Linked DNA regions of Mus musculus: region 2 is linked to region 1. Evidence: chromatin contacts called from public HiChIP or PLAC-seq data. All regions are on one chromosome and are shown on one strand. Each heading gives the region's core, a stretch centred on a gene start, on an enhancer-like site or on the middle of the called end of the contact. The rest is flanking DNA. Distances are from core to core; before and after follow the strand shown.

Region 1 (2,894 bases), core at 45-2,544:
TCAGCACCACCTCCTCCCCTCGCAGCACCCACTGGGACTGGGGCCCCGTCAGGAACTTCGGGGCGCCCTCCCCGGTGCCCGGTGTTGGCAGCGGACACTCGGAGGACTCGGGCTCCGGCTCGGGGGCCGGGGGTTCCAGCACGGTGACGGCGGCCGCCGCGTAGGCCTCTCCGGCCGCGTTGCGGGCGCGGCACACGTAGACCCCGGCGTCGGTGGGCAGCGCGCCGCTCAGCAGCAGGCCGTGCTCGGCGCCGTCCTCCGGAAAGCTTAGGCGCTCGGAGGCCACCAGCTGCTGCCCGCCTTTCTCCCACACGACAGTGGGCGGCGGCTCTCCCAGGACCACGCATTTGAGCTCGGCCTCCGCTCCACTTACCACCCGCACGGGCCGCGGGAAGCGTAGGAAACACGGGGGGCTCCCCTGATCCCCTGATCCGGCCTTCATTGCGGCCGCTGCAGATGGCTCGCCTGGGCGCGCGGGAAGGCCGGGAGCCGAGACCAGGGCGTGGCGGAGCGGGCGCCGGGACCGGTGGGACTCCTGTGACCGCTCGCCTCTTTACCCTGGACCCTGGCCGCAGCCCTGCTACGCGGCAATTCCCGGGCCGGGAGCCCAGAGCTCAGGGGGCTGTCCTTCCTGTTTGCCTGCTCAGCGAGGGGCCCTACAGCCTAGACTGCCCGCGGCCGGGCTTCCTGCTCTTGGGAGTCTCTCTTTCCAGCCCCCTCCCACAGCCTGGGCCTCTTTCTCCTCCCTCCCTCCCACCTCCGGCCTCCAGGTCTCCAACTGCGGGCCTGGCTTGGGCTTGAGTGACTTTGTCGCCTGCAGCTGCCAATCCCAAAAATATTCTCTGATGACACAGCTGGAGGACAAGAGCTCAGACTGGCTCCTCCAGGCTAAGTATAGAGCAGGCGGGACCACCTGCCCTCGGCCCAGAGCCTCAACCCTAGGTCTACCCTCCCACGTTGGCCTAGCAGCTGCTAGGATTGAAAAGAGCGCCAGAAAGTCTGAGGGGGGTGGTGCATTCTGTCCTTCTGACAAATGATTTGATGACTGGTCAACCTTAAGCACCCAGGCACCTGTGGTACCTGATGTAGATTCTATGTGTGTGTGTGTGTGTGTGTGTGTGTGTGTGTGTGTGTGTGTGTGTGTGTATTTGAGGAGTGGGTTGTATGCTTGCCTGAATGGGTCAGGTCACTTGGGGTGAATACCCATCACAGCCCCTTCCCCCACATTCTTGGCGGGAGTGGGAGATAAGGCTCAGGGCCACAGACATCTGCGTCAGAGATAGGAGGTCTCAATGCCATGGGCAGGGGCGACTGGGACTGTGGGGCGTGGGAAGGACTGGGGGAGACTGGGGTGAGAAGGGTAGAAGAAGGCCAGCAGTGGGATGGGGAGGGGACAGTGGGGAGGTCCTAGACAGAAAGGGCACAGGGCAGCGTGTGGGTTCCCTGTCATCAGGGCAAGTGAACTATGGTGAGCCAGCGGTCTCTGCTGCTCCTTTTGCTGTTGACCCTACGGGATGTGGACAGCTGCCAGGGACCCGAACTTGTCCGGGAGCTCGTCCTGGCCAAGGTGAAGGCTCTATTCCTAGATGCCTTGGGGCCCCCAGCAATGGATGGGGAAGGTGGGGATCCTGGAATAAGGCGTCTGCCTCGAAGACATGCCGTTGGGGGTTTCATGCACAGGACCTCTGAACCAGAGGAGGAAGATGTCTCCCAGGCTATCCTTTTCCCAGCTACAGGTAATGAAGTTGGGGATTGGCAGGTCAACTTTGAAGAGTAGCCGGTACCTACTTCATGGGCTTGGGAATCAGGCAGCTCTGGGTATGAATGGCAGCCCCACAACTCAGCTGGCTTTGCGGCAAGGGGCCAGTTCCTAAGCCCCTCTGATCGACATCAAACAGGTGGTAGCCTCTACCTCAACATCAGATAGGTGGTAGCCTCTACTTCTCAAGCGGGACTGATCCAGTGAGCCTAGCATGCCTGGAATACAAAAGGGGAAGCTAAGGCTCTGTAGAGACAGCTTCTGTTGCTGCCTGTGGTCTGTCCTGCGTTTTGTGCCCCCTACTCTCCCCAAGCCCCATCTGGCTCACTCTGAGGTCTCCTCGCTTCCCTGCCTTCATCTCCAGGCAGCGTAGTAGTAGTACCGAAAGTATGGATTTCATATCAAGTGGAATCCCAGTCTTGCCACTTACTAGCTGACTGTCAGCCGCCTCAGTGTCTTGTCTTGAGAATGGATCAGTTGTTAGAATTTGTAACGCGAGGGACTGTGTTCTAGTACGGCCCCAATTGCAGTCTTGACTACAGCTGGCCCATAATATTTCCCATAGTCTGTGTCCACTGGACCAGAAATGGCAGCTACACTTCCCTGGGAAGGGCTGACCTCTGCTCTCTTCTCCTTTCCCTTCCATTCTTTCTCTTTTCCTCCTCCTCTGTCTTCGTTAGTTTATGCATATGCCTGGAAATGCGGGGAGGTCAGAGGTTGACCCTGAACATCTTCCTTAGTCACTCTCCACCATTGTTTTTGAGTCAGTCTCTCACTGAACCAGGACCTCACTAATTAGTTAGCCTGACGGGTGTCTGTCTCCTCGGTCCTGTGAGATCGCATCCAGTTCTTTATGTCGGTCCTGGGATTGAACTCTGGTCCTAATGCAGACACAACAAGTACTTCAACTGAGCTGTCTCCCTACCCTGTAAGCTGTCTTTCAAAAACACGGTGCCTTTAAGAAATTTATCTTTTCAGGGCGAGGGGAGAGTATAGGGGGCTTTGGGGATAGCATTTGAAATGTAAATGAAGAAAATAATTTTAAAAAGAAATTTATCATTTAAAGTTTCTGACATGCTGAGATGGAGCAAAAGCAACAAAACACACCCATGCACCCAAGGTGTGAGAATCACTC
Region 2 (2,968 bases), core at 104-2,603, 380 kb before region 1:
AACACAGTTGTCAAAAAACATCTGGCCATTTCAAGTGACACAGGACTACATATATGGTGGTTATTTGCAGCCACCTTGAAACGCTGTGTGTGGAGATGGTTATTTGTATCCTGGGCTGTTCCAACAGGATAAACTGGTCTCAGAATGATTAAAGAGTCTTCACTGGGCAAGAGTTTACACTGGGAAAGATTAGACATACAAATGAAGTTGCCAAACCCTCTAATTTCCCTTATAGGCACATCCTGGCATGCACTCTGAAACTCACCAAAATTGAGCTTATTGGCCTAACTGGTTCCGAAGGTCAAAACCCACAAGTCGATGGTTTTGTCTGAATGGGAGGAAGCTGTTTTAATGTGGCCAGGGACAGCTGGCCCTATAAAAATGTCTAAACATCCAGTCTGGCTGCTCCTACCACTCAGCCTGGTCTTGAGGTAAGTATAACTCAGTGAGTCAGGCATGATGGGGCATGCCTGTAATCCTAGCACACAGGAGGCTGAGGCAGGAGGATCTTGATTTGGAAGCCAACCTGGACAACATAGCAAGAGACTTTCAAAACAAAACAAAGTGGTAGAACGGACTGGGGCCTGAGACTGTTCACAGCATGGAGGGAGAAGGAATCTAAGTCCTCTGGGGTTTGACTCCCCGCCCCACACTCCGCAAATTGGTCTTCCATGATCACGTTAACCAACCTCGCGGGTTTAATTTGTCTTTTAAAGGAGAGACTGTGAAGTTGCACGACATTCTACCACTCGGGTTCCTCTCCCAGGGATAGTTCCTAAAATACCCTGCAGGGGGCAGTAAGGTCCTACAGACCATCTGTCGAGCCCACGCCCTGTGCCACCAAAGAGGGCAAACCTTAGGCCCTGCCGCCAAAGGTCACACGCCCCGCCCTCGAGCGCCCTAGGCGTCCATCTGCCCCCCCAACCCCCGCTAGAACTTTGTCGCCCGCCTCTCATTTTTACAGCATCCGCTGCACACAGTTACGGCTCAGGGCCCCAAAGGGGAACAAAACTAATTCATCCCAGCGGGCCAAACACGAAGCCTGCTAAGGAGGGGCTTCACACGACACACTAAAAGGCAGAGGCCGAAAACGGACTGCGCGTGCGCAGGTCCGCCCACTCCGGGAGGTCCAAAGTCGGGCTGCGCGCGGTCCCTTCTGGGAAAAAGCGCCCGGGTCAGGGGCCACTGCACGAGTTTATCTTTGCTTTTCGGCGTCCGGACAGACCCAGATCTCGGCGCCGACACGAAACCAACCCCACCTACCGTCAACGGCTGCGGGAACTCCCACCCTCCTCAAGGCGGGCCTGTCCTGGTGCGCAAACTGAGAGGCCACCCCCCCACACACAACACACTCAGGAAGGCGGGGTCTTGGGTGTGGGCGGAGCCAGGGCCCTGGTGGGCGGGGCCCGAACCTCACTTGTTAACGCCACTCGCAACTCTGCTGCTTTCCTAATTCCTTTCCTGTTGCCCTAAGTTGAAACGAAATACTACTTCTCTCTTGCCTCTTCATCTTTTTTTTATCTGCTTTACATTTTAGTTACTTATTTAAATCTTAAATGCAGGGAGAGGGCAGGGACCCTGTCGTATTCATATCCGTGGATGTAGGACCTTGCTCATGGCAAAGAGTAAATATTTGAATGCTAGAGTTCATTCAAGAAGCCTTGACAGTTTACAGGCAGAAATCTCATTTATTCAGTTCCAACCCGCTAAACCATGGCCTCTGCTCAAGTCTTAAGAGGAGGAAAGGCAGCCCATTTTGCAAGTGGGCCACATCCACCTCCACTGGGACAAAGTATACAGACTCCAGCAAGGTGGCAGTTACTGCTAAACTAAGACAAAAATGGTGGTCTTGATGATTACTGGGACCTAACCCCTTCTCTGCTAGCTGTGGAGTACGATTCCCCAGAGTTAGGCAACAAGTCGGCTCTCTCTCCTGTTTTAGAGGATCCTCCTTCATCCCCAGAGTCTTCAGGCATTGGACAGAGGCAGTGGAGAGGCTGTGGGATGCAGGAACACAGGTTTCTGATGGGTAAAGGAAGCCCATACTCTTGAGCAGCTTTCCTCCTGGATTGCTGAAGCATTTGAATTTCTTGGGCAGTGAAAGAAGTTGGCAGCCTCTGACCTAAGCCTCTCTCAGCCCGTGTACCTGTAAAAGAGGGGTGATCAGGATGGAGAGATAGCTCTTAGGAGCTGGTACTGCTCTTACAGAGGACCCAAGTTCCAAGTCCCAGCACCCATGCCGGATGGCTCACAACTGCCCGAATCTCCAGGTCTGGGAGGATCTACCATCACTGATCTCTACATTTTATGAATGCAAATATCCAAAGACACACATACACACATATGCATAATTTAAAATGAAAATTAAGGTTTTTTTTTTAAGTGAAAAATAAGTAAAGGTCACTGCCCTGCCCAACCTAGGGAGTAGTGACTACCTAGCCACTCCCCTGGGACCTGGTCTCAACTTACCAGATATAGTGTTTTCTAGGAGAAAGCCCAGTAGACCAGCTAAGAAAATGGGTTCTGCCAGCAAAGAACGAAGAAACATATCCAGGGGGCTCCAGCCTACAAAGGGTTGGGGCCAGGCAGGAAGGTAACTGATACTGTCCCAGGCAATGAGTCTTCCCTTTCAGACGTAAACTGCATCTCAAACCAGGGACACATCTCACTAGGCTGCCATTCCATCCCATCTACCTTTTCCCTCTACACACTCCATTCCCCACACTCAGGCCCTGCCCAGATTCCTTTCTCAGCACCATGTTTTCTAAGCACCCACATTCCCTCCAGGTACCCTTTGTCCCAAGCTCCCTTCTGGGAAGTGTGACATTACAAAGCCCTAGTCTCTCCCACTTCTGACTTTCTCTGCTCTACCCTGGGCCTCTCAGTTTCAGTCCTACTAACACTTTGGACCAGATAATTTGGTTATAAGGAGCTGTCCACTGCATCAAAGAATGTTTAATAACCTCTC

What was found. HiChIP or PLAC-seq counts read pairs in DNA pulled down with a chosen protein or histone mark.
Region 2: a contact with region 1 is called in an H3K27ac HiChIP or PLAC-seq map of extraembryonic endoderm stem cells, with 2.2 times the contacts expected there. The contact joins the promoter of Nhej1 here to the promoter of Inha in region 1. A contact is called at or near these places in 3 of 39 promoter capture datasets (the 3T3-L1 cell line, 3T3-L1-derived adipocytes and pre-B cells), 2 of 115 datasets of contacts at active chromatin or transcription factors (embryonic stem cells and extraembryonic endoderm stem cells) and 1 of 9 other capture datasets (liver).

The regions. Positions count from the first base shown.
Region 1 is chr1:75,505,783-75,508,676 of GRCm38.p6, forward strand. It overlaps Inha (inhibin alpha), which reads left to right and starts at 1,295. Exons shown (of 2, transcript NM_010564.5): 1 at 1,295-1,736. The coding sequence starts at 1,466. Obsl1 (obscurin-like 1) reads right to left here and starts at 670. Exons shown (of 20, transcript NM_178884.5): 1 at 1-670. The coding sequence starts at 442.
Region 2 is chr1:75,123,873-75,126,840 of GRCm38.p6, forward strand. It overlaps Nhej1 (non-homologous end joining factor 1), which reads right to left and starts at 1,354. Exons shown (of 9, transcript NM_029342.4): 1 at 1,264-1,354. Slc23a3 (solute carrier family 23 (nucleobase transporters), member 3) reads right to left here. Exons shown (of 12, transcript NM_194333.3): 11 at 2,470-2,565; 12 at 1,669-2,146. The coding sequence ends at 1,857.